2 separate regions of the Rattus norvegicus genome follow, and region 2 is linked to region 1. A link is a contact called in public Hi-C data. All regions are on one chromosome and are shown on one strand. Each heading gives the region's core, a stretch centred on a gene start, on an enhancer-like site or on the middle of the called end of the contact. The rest is flanking DNA. Distances are from core to core; before and after follow the strand shown. Region 1 has its middle 24 kb from the start of Tp53bp2. Region 2 has its middle 20 kb from the start of Capn2.

Region 1 (3,102 bases), core at 317-2,816:
ACAGTAGACTCGAGTATTACAACATTTCCAGAAGAATAGTTTACACAGAAGGGTTCTCTGTCCAGGGACTGGAAGGTCTAGACCGATAAACCATGTCCCTTGGAGATATACTGCCATCATTTCTAGCGTGAAGGCTGACTGGTCTAATCATTCTGGTAATCAGAAATCTCTTCCGTAAGCACAGAACTCCGATGGAGAGCACCATGGCAGGGAGGGTAGATGTTACCCGAGTTCCTAAGAGGGCTGACAAAGACCTTCTCATCAGGCGATGCTTCTCCAGTGGCTGCTCCGTCTGATCATCTTAGAGAAAGGTCTTGGACCTTGGACAGGGAAACAGGCTACTTTTGTCTCCTTGCACCAATCTCCCAACCCAGGACAGACCTCTGACACTTGTATCCCTTTTTGCCAAACTGAAACAAACACTTCCTTTTGGAGGGAAGAAGGCAACAAGGAGCCCCCTAAGGCTCAGAAAGCTAAGGGGACTTTCCAGAAGTCCCCCTCCCCTGAGGCTGTAAAAGCAGAGGACGGTCACAGGGAGAGGGATCTACAGCAACAGAAGCACCTGCAAAGTATGCAGGAAGGTCCTGGGGATAAATGTGGTGGCTTCTCTGGCAATGCAGCCCCTTTAGGTCACCCATGCTCTTGTGAGTGACCCCTGTAAGTCCAGTGATCCACCTAGACTTGGGAGGAATTATTCTCCAGTCTGTTACCCACGGCCTAGCACAGGCCGTGAAATTTGTGTCTTCCCAGGCAAAGTCACACAACAGGCACACGCATCCTTTACTACCACTGACTAATGTCACAGTCAAGGGCGATTTCTGTTAGCCTGGCAGGTGACAGAGTCAAAAGGTTCAGGATTTGAGGAACAGGCCATTGTCCCAGCTGCTTCTAATAATCAATTCAAGAGTCTGAGAAGGGGGCTGGAGAGATGGCTCAGTGGTTAAGAGCACTGACTACCCTTCCAGAGGTCCTGAGTTCAAATCCTGGCAACCAAATGGTGGCTCACAACCATTTGTAATGGGATCTGATGCCCTCTTCTGCTGTGTCTGAATACAGCGACAGTGTACTCACATACATAAAATAAATACATTAAAAAAATAAAAAAGAGTCTGTTACCTTCAGCCTCAGTAGAACGGGGGAAGGTACATGGATACAAGTGTGTATGGGTGTGGTGTGTGTGCGTACCTGTGTGTATGTGTGTGTGCATGTGCACATGCATGTGTGTGTATGTGTATGTGGGTGTGTTCGTACCTGTGTGTATGTGTATGTGCATGTGCACATGCATGTGTGTGTACTCGAGTGTGTGTGTGTGTGTGTGTGTGTGTGTGTGTGTGTGTGTGTTTGGTTGCGTATGTGCTTTCCTTTCTTTCAAAACTTTACATAGGTCACACAGCAGAGCTCTCCTTTCAGATCCTCACAAGCACCAGAGACTGAGCCTGTGCCGTGAGGGGAGTGAGGCAGGCCGTCTTTCAGGTGGAAATCCCAGAGGGTGGAAGCAGACACCAGTCAGGGCAAATGAAGCTTCAGACTTGTTGTCTGGTTGGCACAGGGTGAGGACCAGGCAGGATGAGTCATCGTAGGAAACGTAATACCCGGGTGGAGCTGGGCAGCACCGTCACACTGTGCTCTCGCTTTATAATTACCTTGGTATTGATCCACAAGGATTGCAGCAAACCTCATGGCTGTTCTGTAAACAAGCGTGGGCCCCCCCTGTTATCGTGAGGATGAGAGAATAGAGCCGTTGACCCCGAGGGAAGAATGCTGCCCTGGCTCAGATGCCCATTGTTCTCCATAGCTGTGAGCCCCCAAGTAGGTCAGGATTAAACTGTAGGAAACAGTGGGATTTGGAGTTAACCAGACCCGGCTTTAATTACAGATCCTCCATCGACTCAGGTTACTTTTTAAAACTTTGGTTCCCCTACCTCCCTTGTAAAATAGAGAAAAAACTACTTCGTGGAGCTATGAGAATTTAACAAAATGATATTGTACGTGTGCTCGATAATTCCCAAGCGGCCAGTAACCGAAGCCCGTGCTACTTGGAGGACTGAGTGGTGGTTTTCAGTGGGCTAGCCAGCTCTCACAAGTCTTGAGGCCCCCTTTTCAGCTCTGCTCTTTGGAGTCTTGGGTCCTGGATCTGTTTTCGCTTTGGTGCTAGTCATTTTGTCATAGTACCGTAGCGCTGCTGCAAACACAGAACACACAGCTCTGCCCTTGCTGCCGCTGTGCAGAGGTGAGTATGAGGTAGGGCTCTACAAGAAAGGGAGGTTGGCTTTAGTTCTAGTAGACTGAACACATTAGCTGTGGGCAGTGTCACCAGGCATGGGACACGGGTGACTCTGGGGAGAGGACTGATTTGACCACCAAATACAAGTCTCCATTAGGCCTATGTGGGTATTTGAAGAACTGTGAGTTAAAGATGTCAATCAACCGGTGATGGATAATGGCAACATGGTACCCATATGCAGTGGAGTTTTATTGATCTGTAAAGAAAAATGAAATTTGCAGGTCAATATATAATCTGGAAAGCATTGTAGGGAGTGAGGTCACCTAAACCTAGGAGGACAAAAGCGCCATGTTCTTACGTGTGGATCCTAGATCTGTGTGTTAACATGGAGTGACCGTACAATCCAGGAAACCAGAAAGGGGACGGAAGATCTTCAGGGAGGAGGACAGTAGACACGAATGATATGGAGGGAGGTTTAAGTCAGGGAGGGATAGGAGAGAAGGGTGGAGGAAGAAGTCAGAAGAGAGATAGCAATACTGAGGAGATTTTGAAAAACCTTATGGAGGCTGAAGTGGATGTTGCTCTTGCAGAGGACCTGGGTTCAATTCCCAGCACCCACATACAAGCTTATAATTCTTTGTAACTCTAGATTCAAGGGATGTGACACCCTCTTCTGACATCCTTGGGTTCCAGACATATGTATGGTAGACCTACACGGTTGTAGAAAAAACATCCATCCACATAAAACGAATATGTTTTAAAAAAATTTTAAAGAGTTCAATTGATGCTACCCTATGCAGACACTAACGCTTGTCTCAGGATCCATAGGTTGCCAAACAAAAGCCCAGTCTCAGGTATGGGCTACTCCCCCTTTGAGT
Region 2 (3,459 bases), core at 698-3,197, 160 kb after region 1:
GTTTTCTCCATTTCTTACTCTTTGTGGCTGAGCTCATCCCTAAACTCTGAGTTCTGGCTGATATGAGAGTTTGAGGATTCAGACTAAAGAAATCTTGTCCATTTGACATCGGACTACCCGTTCACACATGACTTGCTCCTCCCTGTCTCCTTCAGGGCACTTTTGGAGCCAATCATGGAAGCCAGGGAATGTGTGGCATCTCTCTCTTGAGAAAAGTGTGTGTGTGGGATTGGGATGACTAGGGCGGTGGTATGTGGGATGGGAGTTTTGAAGAAAACATGACTCAGTGGTTTACTTAAGTATGATAAGAAAGATTACTCTGGACTAGATACTAGATAATGAACGGTGGCAATGGGGTTTCTGAGCAGGGACACTAGTGAGCAAGTGGGAAAGTGACGGCCACGGGGCAGGTCTGGGTCAGGAAGTTAAAGCCTCAGGGTACAGGGTTTGGATTAAACCAGTTATTTATAACTCAGTTACCCGAGTCATCACCAAGACCAAGTCCTTGGCAAAGAGCAACCCCTGGGGAAGATGGGTTTGTTTTGTTTGTGGTTTGAGAGGGCACAGTAGTCTATCATTGTGGTAAGGCATGGCAGAGACCGTGTGGCTGGCACGCCTTGGATCTGGGCACATCGGCAAGCAGAGACAGGCAAGGCTGGTGCTCAGTGATCTTTCTCCTTCCTTTTTTCCATATGTCTGTCCTAAGCTCTAGCTTACTAGGTAATGTCACCTACAGTAGCGTAGGTGCTCCCTCATTTAAAGCACTCTAGAGGCACTCTTGTGAGACACACCCAAAGATATACCTCATTGCTGCCTGACATCTTTCCTAACTCAATCAAGTTGATGGTCAAAACTTACCATTAATGCCAAACAATGTGGTGGGGAGGGATTCTTTAATTTTTCATTCATTCATTTGTTCACACATTCGTGTGTGTGAGTGTGTGTGTGTGTGTGTGTCTGTGCGCGCGTGCGTGCGTGAGTGCGTGTGTGTTTGGGGAAACCATGCACATACTACATGCATGCATGTACATGTGACTGTGTGTGTGTGTAGGTCACAGGACAATCTAAAGGAGTCTATTCCCTTTTACCGTTTTGTTCCAAGACTACGCAACTGTTCTTGGTCCTCAAACTGTGGGTCACGATCCCTTTTACAGGGGCCGCACGCCTGATATCCTGAATATCATTTACAGTACAATTCATAACAGTAGCAAAGTTAGAGTTATGAAGAGCAATGACAATAATCTTATGGTTGGGTTCACGGGAACCAGAGGAGCTAACTGTTTTAATTGTGAGAACCGATGTTCCCAGGAAGGAGCTGAGGTTGTCAGGCATAGCAGCAAGTAAGCACCTTTAGGGTACGGCTGGCTGGAGGATGGGCATATTAAGGCGACTTTATAGGGCTCTTTGTTAAAAGTAGAGGTTATGAGGTGTGCTCAGAAGGTTCAGGAGCCTGATCAGAGTTTAGTCAGGCAAAGAATCTTTGTGTAGGCGCTGATGGAGGCCAGAGGTGATCCTTGCAGGTACACAGAGGCCTGAGGGTGTCCGGTCAATAAAAGCAGTAGGGGTGGTGACCTGTGACAGTGTGTAGGAGAGGTGTCACAATAGATCCTGTCACCGGCATGCCAAGGGCAATGGAGGTGCACGCCTGGGAGCACAGCTCCCGTCAGGCGCAGTTTCCTACATCCCCAGCCCAGCTCAACCCCTCTCCTGCAGACCTGGGAAGGACTTGGGGTTCTTGATGATAATGACGTTCTGCAGCTTCCCCGGGCTTCTGCTCACTCACGATGGCACCCAGCACTCCCATCCCTTCCTTCACGATGACAGCTGTCAGGAGAGAAAATCTCTCTTTACTCTTGGGTGGAGCTCGGTGGGTTCCTTTGAGTACAGACAACTGTAAAGCTCCCTGAGATTTCCTGGACAAATAGGAATCGTCTTTATACCCAGATCACAGGGACCAATCAGTGGTGTATGACGTCAGAACCAGTCAGAAGGCGAGGGCAAAATGGCGGCTGTGAAGGCCACTTTGATGTTTCATTGGCTCCCTCGTGTGGCAAAATACAGTAATGTTATTTCAAGAAAAACAAAAACAAAAACAAAAAAACCATTTGATTCAACAAGGCAAAAAAGAAATCTCTACCTAAAAAAGCGGTTCCAGCACTAGCAATTAAAATTAGCAAAGTACACTGGCGTGTTTACCAAGGTCTGGATTTCAAAGCCCTCTGGAGTCTCATACCAACTCCTTCACAATATGTATGTGCTATCTGTCTCTATTCATGTACTTACCATACGTCCGTCATAGCAAATGTATGTATGTATGTATGTATGTATGTATGTATGTATGTATGTAGCAATTTAGTATCTACATATGCAACTATAATCTACCTATTATCTATAATGTATTTTTATCATCTACAATCTACAATCTATTATCCAAGTATCTATCTATCTATCTATCTATCTATCTATCTATCTATCATCAATCATCCTTATTAATAATCTATCATTATCTAGCCTATATCTGCCTATCTCTATCTATTATCTATTCATCATAATCTCCCTACTATCTATCATTTATCTGTCATCTCTCACTCTCTATCATCCATGTATAATCTCTTTGTTTACCTCTGCTTTATAAACCCACACAAAGAATCTGCCTCTAAAATCCCTTTGTATTACGTTTGTTCCCGCTGGCTGAGGCTTGGTGACTGTGGTAGGATGAGTGACAACTTCCTGAAGATGACCACACCCTAATCTTCCGAACCTGCACTGTTACTTTATAGGGTAGAAGGGACTTTGAAGAAGTGATGTCAAGGATCTTAAGACATGGTGAGACTCCCTTACTCTTCAGGTGGACCCAACATCACTACCAATTCCTTATGAGGGAGGCAGGAAGTTGAGTGGGAGGTGTCATGATAGCAGAAACCAGGAAATGATTTATGAGGCAGACCATAAACCAAGGTATGCAGTCAGGGTCTAAACACCAAGGATGGCCAGTACACGAACTTCTCCCGCACGCAGGGGGAACTCTAAGTTTAATCCAGTGAGATTGACTAAGACCCTTCAGCTCCTGAGCCACGGGAACTCTAAGTTTAATCCAGTGAGATTGAGTAAGACCCTTCAGCTCCTGAGCCACTCCATTTTTTACAGCGACCATAAGAATGTATGCAGCGGGAAGCTCCACAGTCTACACAGCCTGGAAGGCGGAACAGTAACTTCCCCTGTGCTCTGAGGGCTGGTTCTCACGCACACCACTCAGGACATGGCTGTGGGGCAAGTTCCCAGAGAAGGGAGTGGAAGGAAGATTCCTTTGTGGGAGGTTGGGGTGACACTTACTCACCTTTGGGGCCCACTGTTACAAATAGCTAAAGATGAATGAGTCCGTCCGGTGTCTGATGTCTGGCAGGGCTGGGATCATCAATTCTCTCTGGACCCCTCTACATTTTATCATTTCTCTCTTAA

What was found. Hi-C and Micro-C count contacts between places; a contact is called where the count stands out from the background.
Region 2: a contact with region 1 is called in a Hi-C map of liver, with 4 times the contacts expected there. The contact joins two enhancer-like sites. A contact is called at or near these places in 10 of 12 Hi-C or Micro-C datasets (the A7r5 cell line, the Rat2 cell line, frontal cortex and 5 more).

What each region holds. Positions count from the first base shown.
Region 1 is chr13:96,595,210-96,598,311 of GRCr8, forward strand. No RefSeq gene overlaps it. Among named protein-coding and RNA genes, the nearest start is that of Tp53bp2, 24 kb to the right of the region's middle. Within about 2 kb of position 1,567, at least 8 of the 93 cell types and tissues checked have an H3K27ac peak or open chromatin away from gene starts, as enhancers often do. A contact at or near this core is called in hepatocytes and liver, where this site is marked.
Region 2 is chr13:96,750,699-96,754,157 of GRCr8, forward strand. No RefSeq gene overlaps it. Among named protein-coding and RNA genes, the nearest start is that of Capn2, 20 kb to the left of the region's middle. Within about 2 kb of position 1,948, at least 83 of the 93 cell types and tissues checked have an H3K27ac peak or open chromatin away from gene starts, as enhancers often do. A contact at or near this core is called in hepatocytes and liver, where this site is marked.